Regions from separate parts of the Ovis aries genome. Here region 2 is linked to region 1. Evidence: chromatin contacts called from public Hi-C data. All regions are on one chromosome and are shown on one strand. The core of a region is the stretch at or near the end of the contact, and the rest is flanking DNA. Distances in the headings are between cores, read along the strand shown. Region 1 holds the start of JARID2 (jumonji and AT-rich interaction domain containing 2). Region 2 has its middle 84 kb from the start of CD83.

Region 1 (4,974 bases), core at 1,329-3,828:
CAGTCCCATTATTAAAGTCAATCCCAACAAATGCATTCCCTGTAACATGATTCCCAACTGGTTTATGTCGCGAACCAAATAAGCCAAAACGACCACATATATTAAATTTGATGTGCCAGTGCAAGGAACAAGATCGCCATAATCGGACCCTCGATTGCAACTTAAAGGTCTTCCAACACACACGCGTTACACGATTTCCCAAATAACATTAATAATAATAACAGACTCATTTGCATGCAAAGTGCAATATGGGGACAAATCCGCCCGAGAATGCAGTTTAGTTATATTACCGCAGCCCCCACCTCCCCGAGTAGGCTCCACCAAAATCCCCTGCCTTTCATCTAAAACTAGATTATGGTTGTGTCATTCGAGGTCAATTTATTCACTGGAGGTATCGCTACACCAATCTGTTTTTTCATCCAAACTAGGCAGACACGACTTTGCCTGAAAAGCCTTCTTTCAGAAAAGAAAGAAACAGCCTTATCGGACGCTGTGTTTCAAACCCTTCAGCTGCAGAATTATCTATAAACTTGACATTCACAGCCATTGCTTAAAACTACAAGTCAAAGGATGTGTTGTTAGGAGCACTTACGTATTTCTTCTGGATGATATTCCTCTTGGGTCTTTCCTTGCTCATTCTGAGATCCAAATGCTGATTGCAAAAGGGGACAATTGCTTCATGAATTTAAAGCCGTCAGAAATTTGCAAAAAAATATCCTGGTGGTTTTTATTGTTGTTGGTGGAGGCTGATCTTGTAATCCGACTTTTCTTCCTCTTTCCCCAAAGCCCGATTCGCCTTGAAATAAATCCGAAATTGGGAAGGGAAAAAAAAAAAAAAAAGCCAAAGACGAAGCAAACAAAAAAAAAAATTCACTTTAGTAAAACACTCATAATGGAAAATTTCCCCCGAAACACACACACACAAAAAAAACCGACGCCCTTCACTCCCCCCCCTTTTTCCTCCAAAAACTACATCAGCGAAACGTGAAGGTCCTTAGTGTCTGAGCTGTAGTTACATCTTGGAAAAGAAAAGGGAAAGATAAATAAAAAATGTTGGAAGTCACGTTTGTGCTGCAGCAGCAGTGCGAGCAGAAGAGTCAACTCCAGCGGCGGCGGCGGCGGCGGCGGCGGCAGCACCACAGCGAGGGCTCGCCGAGTCTCTTTTTTCCAAGCCCCCTAACCAATGAGATAGAGGCTATCCAGCCCAACTTTAAATGGACTCTGCTTTTATACAAGTTAGGGCTCCTCGGATAATTCCCCGCCGGACGCCAGCCGAAAACTCCCACAGCTGGGCCACCAGGAGCCCGCCTACTCCGGTGCCGACCGCCCCTGGCCCAGCCCAGAGGACCCTCACGGCCCCGTCGACGAGATACCCGAGAGGCCTCGACAAACCCTTCTAGGGCCACCCCGCAGGCATCGCTCCCACGCCAAGCCTAAGACTGGAATTGAGAGAGGCTCCCTAGCTCAATGCATGGCACGCTCGGTCGCTCCACCTCACCCCCTTTCCCCAGCTTGCCGCTCACCCCTCGGCCGCCACAACGCTAGACCCCGCCACGCCTCGTGTCTACCTGCAGCCGGGCTGCTGGGTGCCAGTGCCCCAGGACTCCTGGCCCCGGGGAGAGCCGCCTATTCCCGGGGCACCTTAGAATGGTCCCCTTGATCTTCTGGAAGTTGTAGTCCCCCGACTACAAAATGGCTATGGCCATGAGCGCTGGGAACTACAATTCCCAGCCTGCCCCGCAAGCCTGTCACTCAACTCCCTTCCCCTCCTCCCCGCCCCCGCCCCCCTCGCCGGCCCTGCCAACAAACGCTTGGACGTGTCCCGCGTGTGACACTGAGCGAGGCTGGCTCGGGATTGGCCCGCAGAGCGTGTGGTCCGCGAGCGAGGAACTCCCCACGCCGGCCCGCCCCCGCCCCCCGACCACGGCCCCCCTCCCCCCGCGGCGGCCGGCCCCCTCCCCGCGCGCCCCGCCCCCACCCGCGGCGCGAACCGCCTGTGGAATCGAGGAATCGCGCGCGCGCCGCGCCGAGCGGCGGGGGAGGGACGCGCCGCGTCCCGGGGGAAGGCCTCGGAGCGTGGCGGCGCGGGGGGCGGTGTCGGCTAGGGGTTGGAGCCCGTCCTGAGGAAAACTGGGCCACGCACCAAGAGGAATCCTCGGTGCGAACTAGTTGATCGGCGGCGCCTGCTGCCTCGGCGGCACAGCCGGTGTCACCTCAGGACACCGCCTCGCGTCTCCACACGGAGCGTGCTGCGGTCGGGCTCGGGGGGAGCCCGAGGTCACCTCGCGGAAAGGCCACCTCCCGGCGCGGCACGCGGCCTGGCGGGCGAGAACGGCGTCGGGGGTGGGGGGACCCCAAAAGGGAAGCCCCGGCCGCCGCCTCCTACAAAAAAAAAAAATCACCGTCTTTTAAGAGATCGCGCTGGATCTTGGCTGGTCCCGGCGTCTCTTGCGTCTGGAGTGCCTGTTAGCGAGGCTACAACGTTGAGGGGAAACGAGTGGAATATGGAGTCCGAGCCACACAGACCCGCACACCGCGAGGAAGCGTCTGGAACGCCGATTGCCGGGAATACCACCCGCGGTAGCCACGCGAGAACCCGCGTTCTACCTGCCTCTGCCCCCTGTTGTGCTCATTTAATCGTTGATCTAAATGAAGGAGGCGGTCCCGGTGTATCTCTTCGGCCTTCGCTTTATTAGCTACTTCAAGTCTCTCTTAGCCGGTCTGCATTGTTAATTTCCTTATTCGCACCGTATGTGTAGAGCAGTGATGTTTTAAAGGATCTCCTCTCGGGCAGTTCTTTTAAGAAACGAGAAGTGAAATTAAGTACGCCTTCATACTCATTCCTATACATTCAATTCTCCTTCCCATCCCCTAGATTCTCCTTATGTCGGAAGTATCATAATCGTTAGGTTTTATCCGCAGCAGTGTTTGAAGTGTTTGAGGAGTGTCTAGAAAGGTCTCCGAAACTGGAGGTGAGAGACCTGTCACACCACCCAGGGCCCTTTCCTAAAAGGTACAGGATGGCCTGTCTGAGCTGGTCGATTTCATCAACAAATTAGTGATCATCACATCTTATGGAGTGGATTATGTAATAGTGTTAGCCCAGCTAAAAAACAGACACGTTATTAAAAGATTTCAGTAAATCAGATAAAGTTTTGCCTTTGCTGCACAGCATGGTATGCTGGATCTTAGTTCCCTGATCAGGGATGGAACCCGTGGCCCTGAAGTGGAATCACAGTCCTAACGGTTGGGCCACAGGGGAATTCTCAATAAAGCGCTATTTTAAAATGCTTTTTAATTATGACTTTACCTTTTTTTAAAAGATCTGCTTTCAAAATTGAAATAATGTGTCATATGTTGATTTCAGTCATAAAAATAAATGACCTTCTGTGCCTTCATATGGCACATATCCTGAAGGACCCAATAGAACAGATTACATTTTTCCATACTGGCCACCCAAGTGACTTTATACAAGTGACTTTTTACAATGAGGTGGTTTCAAGAGACTTTCTGATTATTATGACCTGTATACTGGCAGCCTCCACTTCACACTCAGGGTTTTAGCCAGCTCTCAGGAGGTTTAATGTCAGATCTGCCCTTCCCCAGGCAAAATTCTTAAGAACAAAGGTGGGTTTCTTCTAGGTTCTCTCAGCTAGCCTCTGAGGCTAGGCTTCTCCATCCCCAGGCGGAGAACTCCCCTGCTGAGCTACCAACTCCAGGTCACCACATAAAAACCATTCTAGTTGAGGCTGGAGGGCAAGCGAAAGGAAGGAATTTGCTCATTTCCAAAAGATTTGGATAACATTCATGTTGTTTTCCCTGAAAGGGAAAATAGACTGGTCTTTTTAGGGGTTGAAAGCTTTTCCTGTTGTGGAAGCAACTATCTCCTGATGAACTTCCTTTTACCTTTCCTGTCTTTTTACCCCTCTTTTTCGTCCTCTATCAGTGAATTATCACTCTTTCTCCTAATGATTTTAACCTCTTCCAGCACTTATCTTGACCTCTTCAAGTCGTGGTGTGAGGGATAGGAGGGTGGGGGAAGACCTCACTAGGTACAGTGTTGCTACAGGACCTACATGCCCCCACTGATCTCATCTGAAGACAGAGAACACTCAAAAGTCCTTTGTTAAGAAGCACACAGCTCAGTAGAAAAGGCAGACTCATGACTGACTATGATACCTCTGAAAAGTACTGTATTTGAACTATGAAAAGGTGGTCAAGGGAATACATTACTGAGGTGACCAGGAATGAAGGAGTTTTGAAGGATGAGTAGGAGTTCAGCAGTTTAAAGTATGCTAAGCAACTTTACTGCATTAAAAAAATAAAATCCTTGAGACCTAAAAAAAAAAAAAAAAAAAAAAAACACCACACTCATGGATGGGACTCAGTTTTCTTTAGAAGTAACCAAAGAGAAAACGGAGAGGTGAAGAGGAGCCCGAACGAGAAAGGACCTGCATGCCACTTTGGACTTTGCCTGTAAGCTAAAAAGAAGCTCAGAAGGATTTTCACTAGAGGGATAAAGCGGCTTTGTGTATTTGAAAAGTGATTCTGATTGTGAGAGATGAAGTTGAGGATTGAAGAAAAGAGAGGCAGGAAGAGCTAGAAACCAGTTGCAATGTACTAGCATAAATAAGATGAGAAATGGTTATGATCTGAATAGAGCAGCAGAGGAAAGAGCAGAGAGAGCAGAGAACAGGTTGAGAAATATTTAGAATGTCAAAAGTCAACAGGACTTGGGAACTGGTTAGCTGGAGGGAATGGTGACTAATGGGGCAGAGTCTAAATATCATTCCTTTAATCTTACCTTTTATACTCTTAATTAGGTCAATTATCCATCATAGGAAGACTGGGAACATGATGGATGTGAAAGAGGAAGAGGTAACAAATCAGACAGGAATAGAAGCAGGCCCTTACTATTCTGGGTACACATCTGTATGAGCGACCATACTGAATCAAGCAGTCTAGCCCTCCACT
Region 2 (4,974 bases), core at 1,181-3,680, 890 kb after region 1:
GCGATTCCTCAGACGATGCCTCATCTTTTCCTAGGGCACTGGCGTCTCCACAGCCATGACCAGACTCCTGAAAACACGACAGAGCAGAGAGGCCCCTTCAGCTGGCTCAGCCAAGGAGGGTTCTTAGACCAGAACAGGCAGAGCTGAGCCTTGAAGTCGAGTGAGGTTTGGTCAAGAATAGGAATAAAGATTCAGAGATGGGGAGGCACTTGGGTTCTACACCTAGACTCTGAAGTCTGGATTCAAATCCTGGTTCTGCAATTTACTAACTGTGGACCTTGCACTATTTCCTTAACTTCTTCAGACCTCAGGGAGAAGGGACAATAAGGACAATAAGACTATCCCTCAAGGCTGTTGTTGAGGATTAAATGAGTGAATACAGGTAAAACACTAAAGATGATGTAAATGTTTTTTGTTGTCAGTATTATCAGTCCCCAGTATTAAAAATTTTAGTCCAATCAAAATTAAAAACCTGTCTCTTTCATTTAAATCAGCACTTTTTCTCCTTCCACCAATTGGCAGCTGGGGATTTTTGCTTGGGAAAACGACTTGATCAGAGTTTATCTCTTCCTCTCAGACCCTCCAATCACTGCTGGTGGCTCAGATCTCTCGGAGCCAAAGAACAAAGTTCTTCAAGGAGGGCTTGGGGATAACTGGAGTTCAGACAGACGTACAGGTGTTGGCTCTTTCCCTTGTGGGGTCCTTCCATGGGTTTTTCTGATGGCTGGAGGTCCCCTCCCAAGGGTTCTGCTGGTGGGCCACCCTTCCCCCACAGGTCCTTGTTCCCACTGTTGACTATGCCCCTCCCTTGCCTGGGGAGGTAGGCCCACTTTGCCAACCAGAAGACTGGCCAGTGTATGTGTGCCTTGCCAGCTCTTTCTCTCGCCACTGTAAACAGTCTCTCTACTCTGAAGCCACCTTGGGCCCTGTGGCCCCCCACCCCCAACTCCAGGAGACATCTGCAAAGCTCTCCAGGTAGTTCTCTGAAGCCCTGCTCCCCTATTTTAAGGGAGGTGGGAAAGCATAACATTTTTTCTAAAAAATGCTCCCTACTGGCCTTTCCTGAGTACTTAGCCTCCTGTCACACAGCCTGGAGGTGAGAGATGGCCTTGTCTGTCCAGCATTCCTGCAGAGATGACCTGCATCTCACTGGAGACCGCAGGCAGCATTTAGTCAGCACATATACTGTTCTATGTTTGAGCATGAGTAGAAACCCCACCATCTATGAACAGGAGTTCCCCCTCTGTAGTCCTGTCACAGGTGGACCGTTGCTAGGCTGGAGCAGACTAGGAGCATTGTGGGAAATTCCCTGGAGGACAGCTTAGGGAGCCCAAGGGAAGGGCTTGACTACTGGGGCATGGAACTAGGCTGGGTGGTATAGACAATGGGAAGCCAAGGGGGTGTTTCTCCCTCCTTTCTCCATAAGTGGGAATGTACAACCCAGTCCCTTTCTTGCCTTCACCTCCTCTGGCCTCTCTCTTTCCCAGAGAGCTCTCAGAACAATCAAAAAAGAGTGGGAAGCATGTGCTTGTGTGTGTGTGTGTGTGTGTGTGTGTGTGTGTGTGTGTGTGTGTGCAGGTGGGGGGAGGGCGGGGTTAGGCTATGGTAGGGGGCGTGAGCCCAGCCACAAGCCAAGGAGGAAAGTGAACTAAGGGGGAAAAAATAAAATTCCAGTGAGCAGGGAGAAAAGTCGACCCTCCAACCCGCACACACTGAATGAGGACACCCGACGCCTGCAGCGGGGTCAAACGAGGTCAGAGGAGCTTATCTCTCTCTGAGTCTGGAATTAAGGGCAGCCCGGGACAAGCCTCGGGACCAGGACGTTCCCGGGATGTTCTCTACTTGAGCGGGTTAGGATTCCAGGACTCGGGTGCGTGGAGAGATCCTCCGAAACGGTGGTGGTGTAGACCTTTTACCAAAAAAAAAAAAAAAAAAAAAGGGCTGCAGATTGCTTCGGGGGAGGAGGGGGAAAGAGGCGGTATTCTCAAGAAGACAGTAATTGTCCAAGTGTTTGTCTCTTTCCGAATGGATTCTCAGAATGGCCCTCAAAGGGGGGGGGGGGGGAACTGCTGAAAACATCAACATACTTGCTGCAGTGACAGGCCCCAAGTTCTGATTCCCTGAGTTGGGACAAAGACGCCATCGGGGCGTGCATCTCTCCCAGGGGAACCCCCAGATCTGTGGGGCGCGGCCAGCAGACCCTGGGGGTGACCCAGGTCCGGGTGTGTCTATATGTTCATTAAAACTTTGGCAGGAGGGAAGTGCGGACTCCGGCCGCCCGGCGCGGCGCGTGCGGACTCCCGGCCGGGACACCAGCAGCGCGGCACTGCCACCTTGTGGACGCCGGCCGCCCTCCCGGGCGCCGCGCGGAGCCTTGCAGTCTGCAGAGGCTAGCCGCCGAGAGCTCGGAGCCCGGCGCGGCCCACGCCACCCCCGCAGGAACGCGCCTCGGAGCCGAGCCGCGGGAGCCCGCGGGGGCGGGGCCGGGGGCGGGGCCGGGGCGGGGCGCGCCGGCGCTGATCACGTGTGTTAGCAACAGGCAGCAGCCAATGGGAGCGCGAGTCAGGTGGTGCGTGTGCTCGGCGCTCGCGGGAGTGGAGGCATTCTTGCGCTCCGGGGCAGGATCGGGACGCGGAAAGGCTCCCTAAATGGGTGCACCTCTCGTGCAGGGAACCCCTGGCGGCGGAGGGGCGGACGAAAGACAGAAAAATAGCAGAGAGCTTTAAAATAGGACTTTCCCACTCTCTGGACTCGAAGTAATGACCCCGGGGTGGGGAGGGGGGGCAGTGGGCGGCGGCGGGGTGGGAAGCAGGCGGCAGGAGCCCCGCCCAGAGCCTGGGTTCGGGTGCCCTCTCCCCGCCCCACCTACTTGTTGCCCTGCCAAAGCCTTGGGGCTGAAACGGCCACTTGGATCCACAGAAGGAGATTAAGACAAAAAGAATAATGAAGTTCCTGGCCGTGGCCTGTCCGTGCTGGCAACCCTGTAGCAGGTAGAGAAGACAGGCACGGTCCTTAGGCCCTCACGGAGCCGAAAACTTAGCCCTTCAAGAGACAGAAGCAGAGGAAGGTCACGAATTGGATCAAAAGAAAAAGTCCGCTTAGGAGTTGGTTTTAATTACTGTAAGTGGAAAAGCCACATCCAGAAGGACATCTAATGAGTTTTATGGTAATCCCACCATGCTGACATAAACCAGCCCAGCCCTGCATACAGAGAAGACCACGACACAGAATGTCAGAGGTCTGTTCCAGGGCATGGGCTAACCCAGGACCAACAGAGACAAGCATGGTTTCCATCCATCCTGGTTTCACGGTCAGGCACATGCGTGATTTCTCTAATAGGGCATCTCTTTCTCTGTGTGTGTGTCTCTCGTTGCTTTGTAATGTTCTCCTGGAAGATCTTTTACTTCTTTATTGTTGTTTGGGAGTTCACCTGGTGTTTTCTTTCTCTGAAATGAATCCAGGGTGTAGATGGCCTCAGAAGGGCATCTAATCCTTTGCCCTGCCTCAAGGCACTTTGAAAGAAAGACAATAGACTGTGATACTGTTGTGAGGTGGTATTATAGAGACGAGAATATCTTGAAACCAGCAGGATCTAGCCATTCCTATTCTTAAAGTAACCTAGGCAAAGATATCAAAGAGCAGTCTTTAATAACCTACTACAAATGCTAACCACTTTGGGTAAGGTATAATAACTTTCTGATCCCAGGTTTTATTGGTTTCTATTTAAGCTCATTCAGGGTCAGGCTACCCCAGAGGGCAGTTGAACACCTGCCTAGCAGCTTATGGACAGGATGGTGCACTTCCCTCTGCCAGCCACAGAGGCCTGTGAGGCCAGCTGCCACCAGGAACCTTGCCTGATGCCCAGACTCTGTGGGGCATTGCCTGGGCAGCTCGGAGAAGGAGATCCACTCTGAGTCATACTTTCTTCTATAATGCTGCCAGCTGAGTTGATTCACTCGGTGAACAGGGCTTGTGCACTTTTCTGTGTGTGGAAATAAACCTACTGTATTTGATGGTTAGGTGTATATAAATTTGATACAGTATTTGATTTTTTTTAATCCATCATATTCTCAAGTCCTTGACCAGGAAAGGGTTTTGAAGGAGTCAAGAAGATTTGACAAAAATTAATGGAGCTCGAACTAAGTGCCAAGCCTTTGTGTAGGTTCTGGGAATACAGCACTGCAGCAGGGAACTTGCGTAAGGAGATAGACTCAGGAGGAATAGAAGTGAGGAGGGATGTGCCTGTTTCCATGGTCCAGGAGTAGGCCCATGCTGACTGATGGCTGCTCCCTAAAACTCCTCTATGTCAGCCCCATATTCTTTGGGGGACTTCTTAAATCATGAATCAATAAGGTCACTCACATGTCAGTATTATTAAACAATGTGATGTGATAGGAAAAGTCATGGACTAGGAATAAAAAAATATATACCATGTACCTAGTTCCAGCCTGGTTCTGCCACTTGATGAAATCCATACCTTTCTACAAATCTCTTAAACTTTGAATCTTATTTCCTTCATCCTGAAAGTGGGGTCATTCTGACTTTGCAACTCCATGGGGTCAAGATTCAAGGCCTCGGTTTTCTCATCTGTAATTTGAGAGGTTTGAACTAGATTTAATTTTTACTTTCTTTAGAAGTGAATTCTGCTTTTGAGATAAAATCTAACCTAAAACCCCAACATGTAAAACAGATAAAGACTAGGCTTGCTCCGGTGGCCTTGAGGGAGAAAGCTAAGAATCCTATCTACCTCTTCCCCCATCCTTAGAAGACCCTTGAGCCACCTGTGTGTGACCCCACTGAGCATAGTGTGAAACCCGCTGAACTAGATGATTATGTTTAAAGTACCTTCAAGTCCTAAAATTCTATAAATCAAATTGTTCCAATATTGGAAAAGAAAATTCCAATTTTCTTCCTTCATTAATTAATACAGGAGATAGACACAAGTTTCACTGAAACCAGAATACATTTCATTAC

What was found. A called contact is a pair of places that touch in the nucleus more often than the background predicts.
Region 2: a contact with region 1 is called in a Hi-C map of tail adipose tissue, with 4 times the contacts expected there. The contact joins the enhancer-like site here to the promoter of JARID2 in region 1. A contact is called at or near these places in 3 of 16 Hi-C or Micro-C datasets (hypothalamus, muscle and tail adipose tissue).

Annotation. Positions count from the first base shown.
Region 1 is chr20:40,905,017-40,909,990 of ARS-UI_Ramb_v3.0, forward strand. It overlaps JARID2 (jumonji and AT-rich interaction domain containing 2), which reads right to left and starts at 2,579. Exons shown (of 19, transcript XM_042236974.2): 1 at 2,403-2,579; 2 at 593-796. The coding sequence starts at 637.
Region 2 is chr20:41,795,556-41,800,529 of ARS-UI_Ramb_v3.0, forward strand. No RefSeq gene overlaps it. Among named protein-coding and RNA genes, the nearest start is that of CD83, 84 kb to the right of the region's middle. Within about 2 kb of position 2,431, at least 49 of the 54 cell types and tissues checked have an H3K27ac peak or open chromatin away from gene starts, as enhancers often do. A contact at or near this core is called in hypothalamus, muscle and tail adipose tissue, where this site is marked.